Linked DNA regions of Mus musculus: region 2 is linked to region 1. The links are chromatin contacts, called in public Hi-C maps. All regions are on one chromosome and are shown on one strand. Each heading gives the region's core, a stretch centred on a gene start, on an enhancer-like site or on the middle of the called end of the contact. The rest is flanking DNA. Distances are from core to core; before and after follow the strand shown.

The links. Hi-C and Micro-C count contacts between places; a contact is called where the count stands out from the background.
Region 2: a Hi-C map of CD4 T cells shows a contact between it and region 1, with 4 times the contacts expected there. The contact joins the promoter of Ndufs1 here to the promoter of Maip1 in region 1. A contact is called at or near these places in 2 of 39 promoter capture datasets (liver and pre-B cells) and 1 of 484 Hi-C or Micro-C datasets (CD4 T cells).

What each region holds. Positions count from the first base shown.
Region 1 is chr1:57,401,364-57,407,546 of GRCm38.p6, reverse strand. It overlaps Maip1 (matrix AAA peptidase interacting protein 1), which reads right to left and starts at 1,281. Exons shown (of 5, transcript NM_001081181.3): 1 at 325-1,281. The coding sequence starts at 774. Tyw5 (tRNA-yW synthesizing protein 5) reads left to right here and starts at 873. Exons shown (of 8, transcript NM_001037742.2): 1 at 873-1,163; 2 at 6,024-6,178. The coding sequence starts at 1,086.
Region 2 is chr1:63,173,958-63,180,072 of GRCm38.p6, reverse strand. It overlaps Ndufs1 (NADH:ubiquinone oxidoreductase core subunit S1), which reads left to right and starts at 3,251. Exons shown (of 19, transcript NM_145518.2): 1 at 3,251-3,487. Eef1b2 (eukaryotic translation elongation factor 1 beta 2) reads right to left here and starts at 3,242. Exons shown (of 6, transcript NM_018796.3): 1 at 2,782-3,242; 2 at 2,197-2,319; 3 at 1,508-1,634; 4 at 1,175-1,241; 5 at 700-825; 6 at 1-615. The coding sequence starts at 2,861. The coding sequence ends at 461. Gm26457 (a small nucleolar RNA gene) reads right to left here and starts at 1,396; the gene lies at 1,319-1,396. It overlaps Snora41 (small nucleolar RNA, H/ACA box 41), which reads right to left and starts at 1,050; the gene lies at 938-1,050.

The DNA of each region.
Region 1 (6,183 bases), core at 32-2,531:
GTGTGCCAGGCACTGTCTTCTCTAATCTTCTAATTCTGGAAAAATCATACCCAAAGGATTAACTAATTTTAGAGTGGCACTGACAAACAGGCTTTGAACTTAGGCCTTCATCCTAGTTTCTTGAATGAACCCCTCCTCCCTGACGACCATGCGAACACACTTAGAAGCTTATTAAAGTCCTGAAGTGGCCGAAAGATTCAGTGTCTAGGTCACTACCATCGTTGGATACCACGGGTCGCAATGAAGAAACTTCATGGCTAAACACTTGATCACGGAAACGCTGAATGCACGAGGCAGAGAGGTCAGTTAGGGGAGCAAACAAACCTGCTTCGCCCCTTCAGAGAACTCAGCGATACTGAACTCTTTGTCGAAATAGGCCCAAATAAGGAAGGCGTAAATTCGAGTCCGGACCCAGTTGATGGGATTGGAAAATCCCAGAATGATCATTCTGGTTCTCTGGCGTTGCTGGGGCTGCTCCTCGGTGCTGTAGCTGCGGCTGGGACTAGCGGGTAAAGAAGCGAGGGCTGGAGGATGTTCTACCCGGCCGAGAAGGGATCTTCGGGAGCTCCAGGAACGCAACGCAGGGCTTGTCCAGGCCCGAGTGTAGCGAGGGATCGGAGCCGCGCTTGAGCCCAGGCGACGGCGGCACAGGCAGCAAATTTCAGTCAGCGTCAGCCTCACCTCGGTGCTACCGAGAGTCCGGAGTCGGGTGACCGGGCCGGGCAGCGGCCGGGAAAGCAGGGGCAGAGGTAGGAGACGGGCGGCCAGCGCCATGTTTGTGACCTTTCACCTCTGCATGCCTGTGCAGTACTGAAAGCAGGCCGGAGGGAAACCAGCTCGCCGGGGTTGGAGAAGTGGAGCCAAGGCCGCCTCGCTGCCGCCGCCTCGGGTGAGTCCTCTCATTTCGGCTGTGTTAGCCCTCAGCCCAGGCCGAAGCCCTCGGGCTCCCCGCCGTGCGCACTTCGAACCAGCCGCCGCCCTCTGGGGTCAGTCACCTACGCGGACCATTTCTTCCGGAGTAGTGTTTCCAGGGGAAATCACGCGTGGAAGAACTCGTCCAAATTCCCAGGCCTGTGAATTTCACCATGGCTGAGCAGCGTCTTCCGGTACCCCGGCTGCGGGGCGTCTCCCGGGAGCAGTTCATGGAGCATCTTTATCCACAGGTGAGGAGGCCCGCCGCGGAAAGGCAGGGGAGACACCCCGGTACCTTCTGGCGGCCCATCTGCTCTCCTGCAACCCAGAGATTGTTCGGGGGAAGAGAAGGCGCTCTGCTGTCAAGGGAGTGAGCGGAAGGGACCTGTAGCCCTGCTCGGGAATTCAAAGCCCCGGAGAGAAACGGCCCCACATTTTTGGGGAGCAGGATGACCGGAGAAAGCTGGGTGGCACGAAGCTCACTGAGAGGTCGCGCGTGTGGCTTTCTGACCTCACGTGCTCCCTTTCTATGGAGTTTTTCCTAAAGTCTAGTTCAGGATCCCTCGCCCTTCTCTTGCTTGGTCCTAACAGCCCCTGGAGTATTTCGAGATATTAGATTTTTGAAACTCGATATTTCAGTCTAATGAAGGATTGCAACAGGGAAACCAATGGAAATCGTCTCGTAGGTTTCCTCTGGTACAAGTCATTCCTTGATTTAAGCCAGAATCATAATTAAGGATTAAGCCCTTTAGTTTTGTTTTGTTGTTTTGTTTTTTCCGAGACAGGGTTTCACTGTATAGCTCTTGCTGTCCTGGAACTCACTCTGTAGACAAGGCTGGCCTCGAACTCATAAATCCGCCTGCCTCAGCCTCCGAAGTGCTGAGACTAAAGGCGTGCGCCACCACCGCCCGGCTCCCTTTAGTTTTTAAAGAAAGAAGTAGCAGAAAGCAGTTAGATTTAAGAAAAGAAAATAAGTTTGCTCTCAGGACTTTTCAAGAAAGTCCAAGTATCAGAATAACAGAGTAAGGATTCTGGCGATTATTCTAAGGGAAAAAGTCTCTGAAGTATATTAGTGGTAGTAAGATAGGATCTGTAGCTACAGCTACGCTATGCTGCTGGAGCAGCCTGAAGTGTTCCTTTGAGAAGACAGGATTACTGATGACCCTAGAAGAATTTCTAATTGAGTCAATATAAGGCAGAGTTTAAGTTTACTAAGAAGTTGTAGTTCATGTTTCAAGAGAGATGCTTTGGGCTAATACTATAGTTTGATCAGGTAAAACCATGGTTCACTAACATTGCACAAGGAGGTTAAGATGTGTCTTTTTTTACAGGTCAGTGGTGGCACATGCTTTTAATCCCAACATTCAGGAGGCAGAGGCAGGCAGATCTCTGAGTTCCAGGCCAACCTGATCTACAGAGCAAGTCCCAGGACAGCCAGGGCTTCATGGAGAAATCTTGTCTCAAAAACAAACAAAGAAGAAACAAAACCAAAAAAACCCCCAAAATATAAAAAGACAAGTCTTTTACTGCTGGTGGAGCTTTAATCTTGCTCATGAGAATCCTAGAAAATAACTATCTTACAGGAAAGGTGATAAGCCGTACCTGGTCATATGCGTTTTGGCCTTAGACATGATTTGTTACTATTATAATATTCTTACTTATAAAAAGAAATACCTCCATGTAGGCCACCTCCCAGCAAGATTTTTTAATTGTGCTGGAATTATTATTATTATGGAGACAGGGTATCTCTGTGTAGCCCTACTTGCCCTGGTATTCTGATCTGTAGATCAGGCTGTCTCAAGCTCACAGAGACCCACCTGCCTCCCTAGTGCTGGGATTAAAGGTATGTGCCATTACATCCTGACTAGTTGTGCTGAATTCTTACCTCTCAGCTGGTGAGAGACTTTAGACTGCAGGGTGAGGACCTTTCTATCCCATGTCCTTAAATTTCCCTGTCTTCCTACCTCACCTCAGTTGCTGTAAGTCTGCTAGAAGTGGAACAAAGCAAATCAACAAAAAAAAACAGTTTTTCATCAGTAGTCATGTCATTCATTCCTGTACTGAGATAACTAATTCTTGACCACATATGTTGCCCATCGTTAAGAAGCTTTGATAATTCGCCCTTGGTGAGGGTGTATTGACATAGCAGCCAACTGGTTTATACCAAGTGATTTAACTCTTGATATGGCTTACAAACTACATGTTTACTTTATAACAGAGCGATTTTTAATTCAGTGACAGTTCCATACAGAAAATAATGAATTTTGCTCATTTTCACTCCTATCACTCAGTCTCACCCCACCCTCTCCTATTGCACTCCTTGTCAACAGACCTCTCTCCTACTTACGTGTGTGTCACTGGGCTTATAGCAATTTCATATTTATTTATTTGGTTCTTTTTTTTTTTAAAGATTTATTTATTTTTATGTACATGAGTACACTGTATCTGTCTTCAGACACACCAGAAGAGAGCATCCAATCCCATTATTACAAATGGTTGTGAGCCACCATGTGGTTGCTGGGAATAGAACTCAGGACCTCTGGAAGAGCAGTCAGTGCTCTTAACCACTGAGCCATCTCTCTAGCCCAGCAATTTTGTATTTAAGAATTTATGCAGAGATTTCTCTAAATATATGACAGTATCTATAGGATTCTATTATACTAGTAGTTATTAGAAGTAAACTATGGGCTGGTGAGATGGCTCAGGGGGTAAGAGCACCCGACTGCTCTTCCAAAGGTTCGAAGTTCAAATCCCAGCAACCACATGGTGGCTCACAACCACCTGTAACAGAGATCTGATGCCCTCTTCTGGTGCATCTGAAGACAGCTACAGTGTACTTACATATAATAAATAAATAAATCTTAAAAAAAAAAAACAAAAATATTAAGAAGTAAACTATACATGGGAGTGTAATTAGATAAATTATTACTCATTCTTTGATATATAAGCTATAACAAAGAATGACATGTGAAAACTAATAGCAATGAATTTCAAAGTATATGTTTTAAACTTGTAAAAAGAAAACATTGGGTTTTTTTGTTTCGTTTTTTTAAAAAGAAAAAAGCAAATGTGTGTTTGGGGTACTTTGGATAAGAGAAATATAGGAATAGTACTTAAGAAATTAATTGGCTGTGTAGAGGATGAGTGAGTATGATCTGGAAGAATGTGATAAGATAGCTGGCCTTAGGGGAATCAGATTAATATTTTACGATCTAAAGTAATACAAGAAAAACAAAGAGGGTGTTGGGAAGAGGCAGTTGGGTTTCTGTGATTTTTGTGGCCAACTTGGTCTACATAGTGAGTTCTAGGCTAGCCAGGGCTACATAGAGAGACTGAATCAAACATACAGAATTCAACAGAAGTGAGAAATGATTATTTAAAAACAACCCTAAAGTTAAAAAAAAAAAAAAAAGCAACAAACAAGCCTGTTAGGAGTTGTGGAGAGTGGAAAAGTTACCTTTAAAACAATACTTTAATTATGTGTCTTCAGTCCAAAGGTGATAAGGACTGAAAACAATTCTAGTGAGAAGACTTATATTTTATAGTCCCGTGAGCTAGCAGTTCTGAGAATGTTTTCTGGAAATTCTAGAATATTGTAGATGATTAAATATTGATGATGGGAAATAAGTTTTTTTAACTGTTGACCAAAAACTTGCAAAGATACAAACAATAAAGGCTATATTTAACCTTGGCATATGTTTTATACATAATGCATAGTTCATATATGTTTAGAGATAGATATGCAATTGAGTGTCTAGATTTTGCATATGCCCTTACATGTCTTTTCCTTTTGGAATTGAGAAAACAGAAGTTATGATAAAGCACTAAAATAACTCCTGTAGGGTAGATGAATATAATAAAAATACATTATATAGATACATTAAAATGTCAAAAGGAAAATCCCAGGGAAAAGAAACCAGAGTTTTCTTAAATGATGGATTGAAAAGCTGGACAGGGAAAATAAAAAAGATAATTGGATCATCTTATTTTGCTATGAAGTAAGGAAATAGTTGGTTTAAAAAGTCACAAAAAAAAACAGCCTTCTAGTCAAATCTACAATAATTTGAACATTAAAATTATACCAGTAAAGCTGGAGGCAGAGGGATTGAGTAGATGTTAGGGTAGAACATCGTGTGCCACCTGATGTGCCCTGGGAGTTCTAAACCAACCCTTTTGTGGAGCATTCCTTACTCAAATTTAATCATGGAGAAACTAGATTAAACCCACATCCAAGGCCATTCAACAAAATAATTGGCCTGTGCGCTCAAATATATTAAGGTCATAGAAGACAAAGAGAGCTGATGAGCCGTTCCAGATGGAAAGAGTTGTGTTCATTGAATCTGATGTGGCATCTCAGCCTGAATTCTAGGTCAGGGAAAGAACTAGGAAGGAAATTATTGGGATAATTAGTGACATTCAGATGCACGTGGTACGTTACATAATAATATGTCAGTGTGAAATACAACTTTGATAAGTAAGGGAATAGCTTTGTTTTTCAGAAGATATACTTGAGTCTTGGAGATGAGAGGTCATGATGTTAACAGTTTAACTTTGAAATGGTCCAGAAAAAGTAGTTTTAGTAACATATCTGGGGCAGGGCAGTGGTGGTGCACACCATTAATCCCAGCACTTAGGAGGCAGAGGCAGGCAGATTTCTGAGTTCAAAGCCAGCCTGGTGTACAGAGTGAGTTCCAAGACAGCCAAGGCTACACAGAGAAACCCTGTCATCAAAAAACCAAAAAACCAAAGCAAAACAAAAACAAATCCATATCTGTCTTTATACTCTGAGTTTGTGAGCAAGTGATAACACAAATGGAGTGCGTATTGGAAAACTGGTGAGTCAAGTAGAGAGGCCATGGCAATACTTATGTTGTTGCATTTCTTAGAAAGTTAAAATGATATCAAAATTAAAAGTTACAAAAATAAGGTAAACTTTAATTTTATTTTTTGCCTTAAATAACATGAAAATACTTTAGTATTAGAATTTATGTGTTGATGAGGCTGTTTTGTTTTCCGGTCCTTAAATATGCTTTTAGTTGGACATCTTAGGCTGAGATGAAAGCCACACTCTGATACCAAGGAAGTTGTTGTGTTTTTCACCTTCATTACAGAGAAAGCCTCTTGTGTTGGAAGGACTCGACTTAGGATCTTGTACAAGCAAATGGACAGTGGATTACCTGAGTCAAGTTGGAGGAACGAAAGAAGTGAAAATTCACGTTGCTGCAGTTCCACAGATGGACTTCATTAGTAAGAATTTTGTCTATAGGTATT
Region 2 (6,115 bases), core at 2,002-4,501, 5.8 Mb before region 1:
TCTTACTCTATGGAGTGAACCAAACAGTAAGCAACCTCAGTGGCTATCATAGAGTCATCTCAGCAGCCCAAGATTCAGTTTTTCAGAAAGACATCGAAGGCATCTAGTGACAGTTTATCAATAGTATCATGTACTGCTAACAGCAAAAGAATTATTTCACTAATCACAAAAGTATACTCTAATTGCTAAATCTTTAATAACACATCAGTTCTTTATCTTCCTTTTAATTATATCTATGGTACACACAGTGTTGGCTAAAAGACAACTTCAGGTTGGTCTGGTCATCAAGCTGAGTGGTTTAAAAATGCTGAGCTATTTCTCTTTCCAGTTCAAGTTTTCGCCACTAATGAGTTACACTGAATCCTTTCCTTCAAAATGAAGACATACCATTTCACAGCAAAATGAAGAGCCAAGGGTTATCTTTCAAGCTTTTATTTAAGTGCACTGACTTAAGAATGATTTAAATCTTGTTAAAAGCAGCCACATCCATGGACTGTACGTAGTCCTCAAAAGCAGTAATTTGCTCTTCCAGCATATCCGTTCCAACCTTATCATCTTCAACTACACACTGTATTTGAAGCTTTTTAATTCCATATCCCACTGGAACCAATTTAGCTAAAAAAGAACATCAAGGGGTAAATGTTAGGAAATCCTTACGGGAAAACGCACAAATCCCTAAAACACAAGCATCACACTTACAGGAGCCCCACACCAGGCCATCTGCTTGAATGCTTCGGACACACTCCTCTAGTTTTGTCATGTCCGTCTCATCATCCCAAGGCTTCACGTCTAGTAGGATGGAAGACTTCGCAACAACTGCAGGCTCTAAGGAAGATTAAGAAGTGCACCTAAACACTCAACACTTTCACCATTAAGTCAAATCTCAAATTTGTTTTAAAACAGACCATCTTTTTGTCAAACACACACACAATTTGCCTTGTGTCTGTCACACATAATCCTCCTCCTGTGTGGCTAAGAAAGAGGCATTAAATTGTGTAACAGTTTCTTTCCCACAGAGGAATGCTACAACTGCTACCATAAAGACAGCTGTAGACCAGTAGCTGTGGAAGTTTTAAAATATTGACCCATTCAATTTAACTGGGGAAAATCCACTTTAGGGCAAGCACTGGACAAGCTCCTGAAATCAACACTACTAACAATGAAGATTACCCACTTTTAGCTTTCTTGGACTCATACTGTGCAAGGCGTTCTTCTCGTAGCTTCTTTGCTTCCTCACTTTCCTGTACAGAGAAAAGATGTTTCACAAAGTTGGTTATCTTCTGCTTAAATGTAGTGACAAGGTCATCACAAAACCCACCAGATTTATCAGAAAAAGCAAATCCATCAGGAGCTCAGCCGAAAGAAGGTGATTTGATTTTATTCATCATGTACCCAGTGATAAATTTTAAAAGGCAGACAATAAAGCCACGCCAGGATCCATCCAGGGAGTGGCTATGGCATCTGTCCTCAGGCTTCTCAATATGCTTGGATAAAGATGAAGTCATACCTCCTCATCATCAGATCCAAAGAGATCAATGTCGTCATCATCCTTAGCATCTGCAGCTCCACTTCCTGTGGTGTCTTCTACACTGCTAGGGCCATACTTGCCCAAAGATTTCTTCACTCCCGGCAGGCTTGAAAACAAACATTCTGCCACATTAGGTCAGTGTCAAAGCCCTTTCTAGGCAAAACACACAATCTTCCTTTCCCAGGAACTCCCACTCTCTTCTGGTTATTTAACCTTTAGCACAATCCCAGGCAAATAACTTTACTCTTCACCCATGGGAGACATTGTATTCAGTACTCACTACGGCTTACTCTTTCAGAATGAACATCTGTTTGAGATTTCATTAAGTATGCTCACTTCCATTCTTAGTGAACTGGAATCCACTTCCCCAAACTTCCACCCTTGCTGGTAGTTTCAGAAGAATGGCCAGGGACCGAATGAGCGAGCTACCCTCACACCCCAGCGGTGGCCCCCCCAGGTCCAAAGCACATGATCAGAGAGGTGTGGGAAAGGTGAACTGCGGTTGTCCATGTTCTACCTGTTCTGTGAGAAAATGGAGGACTTCAGTCTCTTGGCCTTGTAAGGTCACAAAGAAATTCAGCTCACACTAGGTCAGCAATGCTAAAGCCAACTTTAACCCGGTCCCTACTTTGCATGTGAAAATCCAGGTAGCACAAAGATACCTTTACCTGGCCTTTTCTTTTTCATACGACTTGATGTGATTATACCAACGTAGGGCATGACACAGGTCAGCAGGTGGTGGACCAGAAACTGCTTCAAATACTGCCACGTCTGCTTGTGATGGCACGTACCTGCCAGTGACACAAAAACAAGTGCACAGACCTTTAAAAGAAAAGACACAAACACTAGCTGGTAAATGACATAGCCCATATCCGTCAAGCTAACTAGTGAGAACAATTACAGGGCTAGCCTAAGTTGCTTCTCATTGAAAGGACACAGAACATGTTTGAATCTAGGCAAGCCCAAGAACTATCTGCCACCCAGGAGAACTCATCCCACCAGACTTGCCACAGGTTTCAACTAACAAACTAACTTGTCCAAAGACGCGGAAGAACCAGCTGGACGTGGGCACACGGAGAGCAAGCATCATCTCAATTATAATGCTGGCAGCCCCTCCCGGGAGGTCCCGCTCCATTGGCATCCCGGCCCCGGGAGCACTGACTCGGCGTCCCCCAGCATCCGGAGACCCGCTTCCTTCCCGCCGAGCCCGCGCCACGTGGCCCCGGCCCCCCAGCCTCTCGGCTCCTGCTCACCCCTCAATGTAGCTCTTGTCCGCCAGGTAATCGTTGAGCACCTGGAGGCCGGCAGGGGTTTTCAGGTCTCCGAATCCCATGGCGAAGGCTGGAACGGGGAGCTGTGCAAAAGCGGAGGACGAGAGCGCCGGGAGGCCGCGGCCAGCGCTGAGGGAAAAAAAGGACCCAGAGCGTCCGGAAAACTCCTTATATAGAGACGGAGGCGTTTCCCTCCGCCGCCCCGGCTAGAGGTTAAAGGTCAAGGTCCGTTCCTAGTCTCGGTCCTCCGCGTACCACTGCGACTTGGTAACTAAAGGGCCCACAGGTCGTCCGCCGGCCTTCCCTTGTCTTTGGAAGAAAATTAATAAAGGAGGCATTTTAAAATGCCTTCGCTCCAAGGACTCCGAAACGAAGGGAAACGCCCTCTGAGGAGCCGGAGTTGAACGAAAGCGCTCGGACGCAAGGCCTCGGCTACTTCCGGCGGAACTGCAGGTCCAAGTCGTCTTCTCCGCTTCCTCCCGGGCTCGCTCTCGGAAATTGCCGAACAGGTCCGAAGACGGGGAAAAACAGTCGAATCTGTGTTTCTAGTCCCTCCTGGCTTTCCGTCCTCCAGGTCGGGCTGACAGAGGTTGCCGTGGCCGCCATATTGACTTAGCGGCCAGGGTTTTGAGGGGTCAGGGAGACCCGGACAGGTCCGCGGAACTACTCGGTGGGCTCCGGAGGAAAGGTGAGGACGCGTTGAAGTGGGCAAGTTGAAGCGCTTCGAGTGGTGTTTTCTTTTTTGGCAGGTCTGCATCCCATAGGTCAGACAAGCCGTTCTCCTCTTGCCCTTGACTGGGTACCAGCTCCTGCCCCGCCACCTCTGGAACCCGGGAGAGCCGGCAGGTGAGGGTTATGAGCCTTGGTTTCTGGTCTGATGGAGCCTAAGCCGATCAGGAGACCTTTGGGAGTCCGGGCTTGCGAGCTACTCTCTCTTTGCAGGGGAAGACAGGAGATGGCCCTGTCATCAGGAGACCGGTTCATCTCCCAGGGTCACGAGAGACTTAAACCTCAGGCATCGGTTTAGTTGCTGTCTTGAACCTGTCCACGCTACTGTTTGTTTTTGTCTAGCCCGGTGATCATGTTGGGTAGTATTTTATTCATTCCACCGACGGGGAGAACTGACAAAAACTAAAAGTTAGCTCAGTCGGAGCTGGAGGGAGAGTCAAGCGGTTAAGAGTGCCTTGCAGAGAGGATCCGAGTTCGGTTCCCACTAGCCCAGTCAGAAGACTCCCAGCTGCCATGTAACCTTATCAGGGAATTCTCCACTCTCTTTTGGACTGTGAGCACCGGCACTTAGAAGTGCACATTACCCACACACAGATAAGCACATGCACACATAAACTAAAAATGAATCTTAAAAAGTTAGCCTGGAGTCCGCTGCAGATCAGGAAGCTGCGGTGTCTTCAAGTTTGTGAGGTTCATGTCTGTAAGACCAAACAGATTTCTGGGATCCACCCCCACCCCATCACTAAATCTAATATTCTAAGCCAGCTCATCAGCGCCTTTTAGAAAGTTACTTTTATAAGATACAGCCAAGATATTAGAGCCAGGGTGTGATGATGGTACCTGTCTGTAATTCCAGAAAGGGGAGGCTGAGATGTGAGGATTGAACGGAGAACTTTGTGTGTGATTAGGTAAGGACTCTACTAACTGAGCTACATCCCTGACTTGACTGGCTATTTTTGTTCCTATTTGGTAGATACTATGTCTAAAATACATATTAGAGCTGGGAAAGATCTTAGTTGGAAATGATGCTTGCCAATCCTGACATCCTGAGTTAGATCTCCAGGACCCACATTGATGGAAAGAAAGAACTGACTTTCAAAGGGTGTCCTTTAACTTTCACAGGCACCCGCCCCACCCACCTCCTTGTGTGTTTATGGTGACACTCACGGAGTAAGTAAATGAATGTCAACAACAACAACAACAGTAAAATATATACCAATCTGGACATGGTGGTGCGTGTTGATAATTCTGCTCCTTGCTTGGGAAGTGGAGGCCTGAAGTTTAGGAGTCCAAGTTAATCCTTGACTTCATAGCAAGTGTGAAGCCAGTCTGAGGTACATGAGGTCTGTCTACAAACAAACAAACCCCACCAAGTAGAAAACCCCAGTAAAACAAACTGTACAGTGTAGAAGCCAGGTTATCCCCAAACTCTTGATGTAGTGCAGGCTGTTTTTATGGGATGAAGCTTCATGGGTGTAGATCAGGCTGGCCTCAAATTCATGATTCTCATGCTTTAGGTTTCCCAGTGCTGGAATCACAAGCATTGGCCCTGTGCTTGGCCTCATCAGTACTTGTTAAAAATGAGCTATGTACTGCTCATTCTGGAATTTGGTGCAAAACTATTTGGGGACTTGCTAGTCTTCAGAAAAGAGAAATAACCAAATCTTTTGTCAAGGAACTTACAGTCTAGTAGGTAACAAAATCGATAATTTACCTTCAATTTAGTATTGTGGGCTTGTTTGTTGTTTGTACTCTGCATACAGCCCAATGCAGCCTACCTTTACGTTTTAGGCCTTGCACTAAAGCTACCTGCTCAGCCCAAGTTTAGTAAGTAGAATAATAAAATATATACATGGCGTGTTTTTAATAAGGAAAAGGGACACAGATGAAGAACAGTATACAACTGATTATCAGTAGCCATTACTGATTAAATTGATGTTAGTTTTTATTATTTCTTTGTTTTTTATTTCTTTGTTTTTTTTTTTTTTTAAGATTTATTTATTTATTATATGTAAGGACAGTGTAGCTGTCTTCAGATACTCCAGAAGAGGGTGTCAGATCTTGTTAGGATGGTTGTGAGCCACCATGTGGTTGCTGGGATTTGAACTCAGGACCTTTGGAAGAGCAGTCAGCACTCTTAACCACTGAGCCATCTCTTCAGCCCTTTCTTTGTTTTATTATTGGCAATTACTGACCTAGTAATTACACCCTGGGAAACTGTAGATTTGCTTTATAGGTAAAGAACCAATGCCTAGTGGATAACAGACTTGGTATCTGCAAATTCAGTATTGTAAATTGTAGATTACCATTATTAAAGAATTAGTTAAATAAATTATGAGTTAATGAAATGTTTAATTATATGTCATCTATAATAACTACAGACTTTAATGTTTAGGATTCTATTTTATCTGAAGTGGTAGTGCATGCCTTTAATTTCAGCACTTGAGAGGCAGAGGTCTGTTGGTGGATTTCTGAGTTTCAGGCCAGCTTGGTCTTTACATAGCTAAAAGCCAGTTGTAGTAGCACATGCCAGTAGGATATGTTCAAGAAGCACAGACAGGAGGATCATGAATTCAAGACCAGCCTA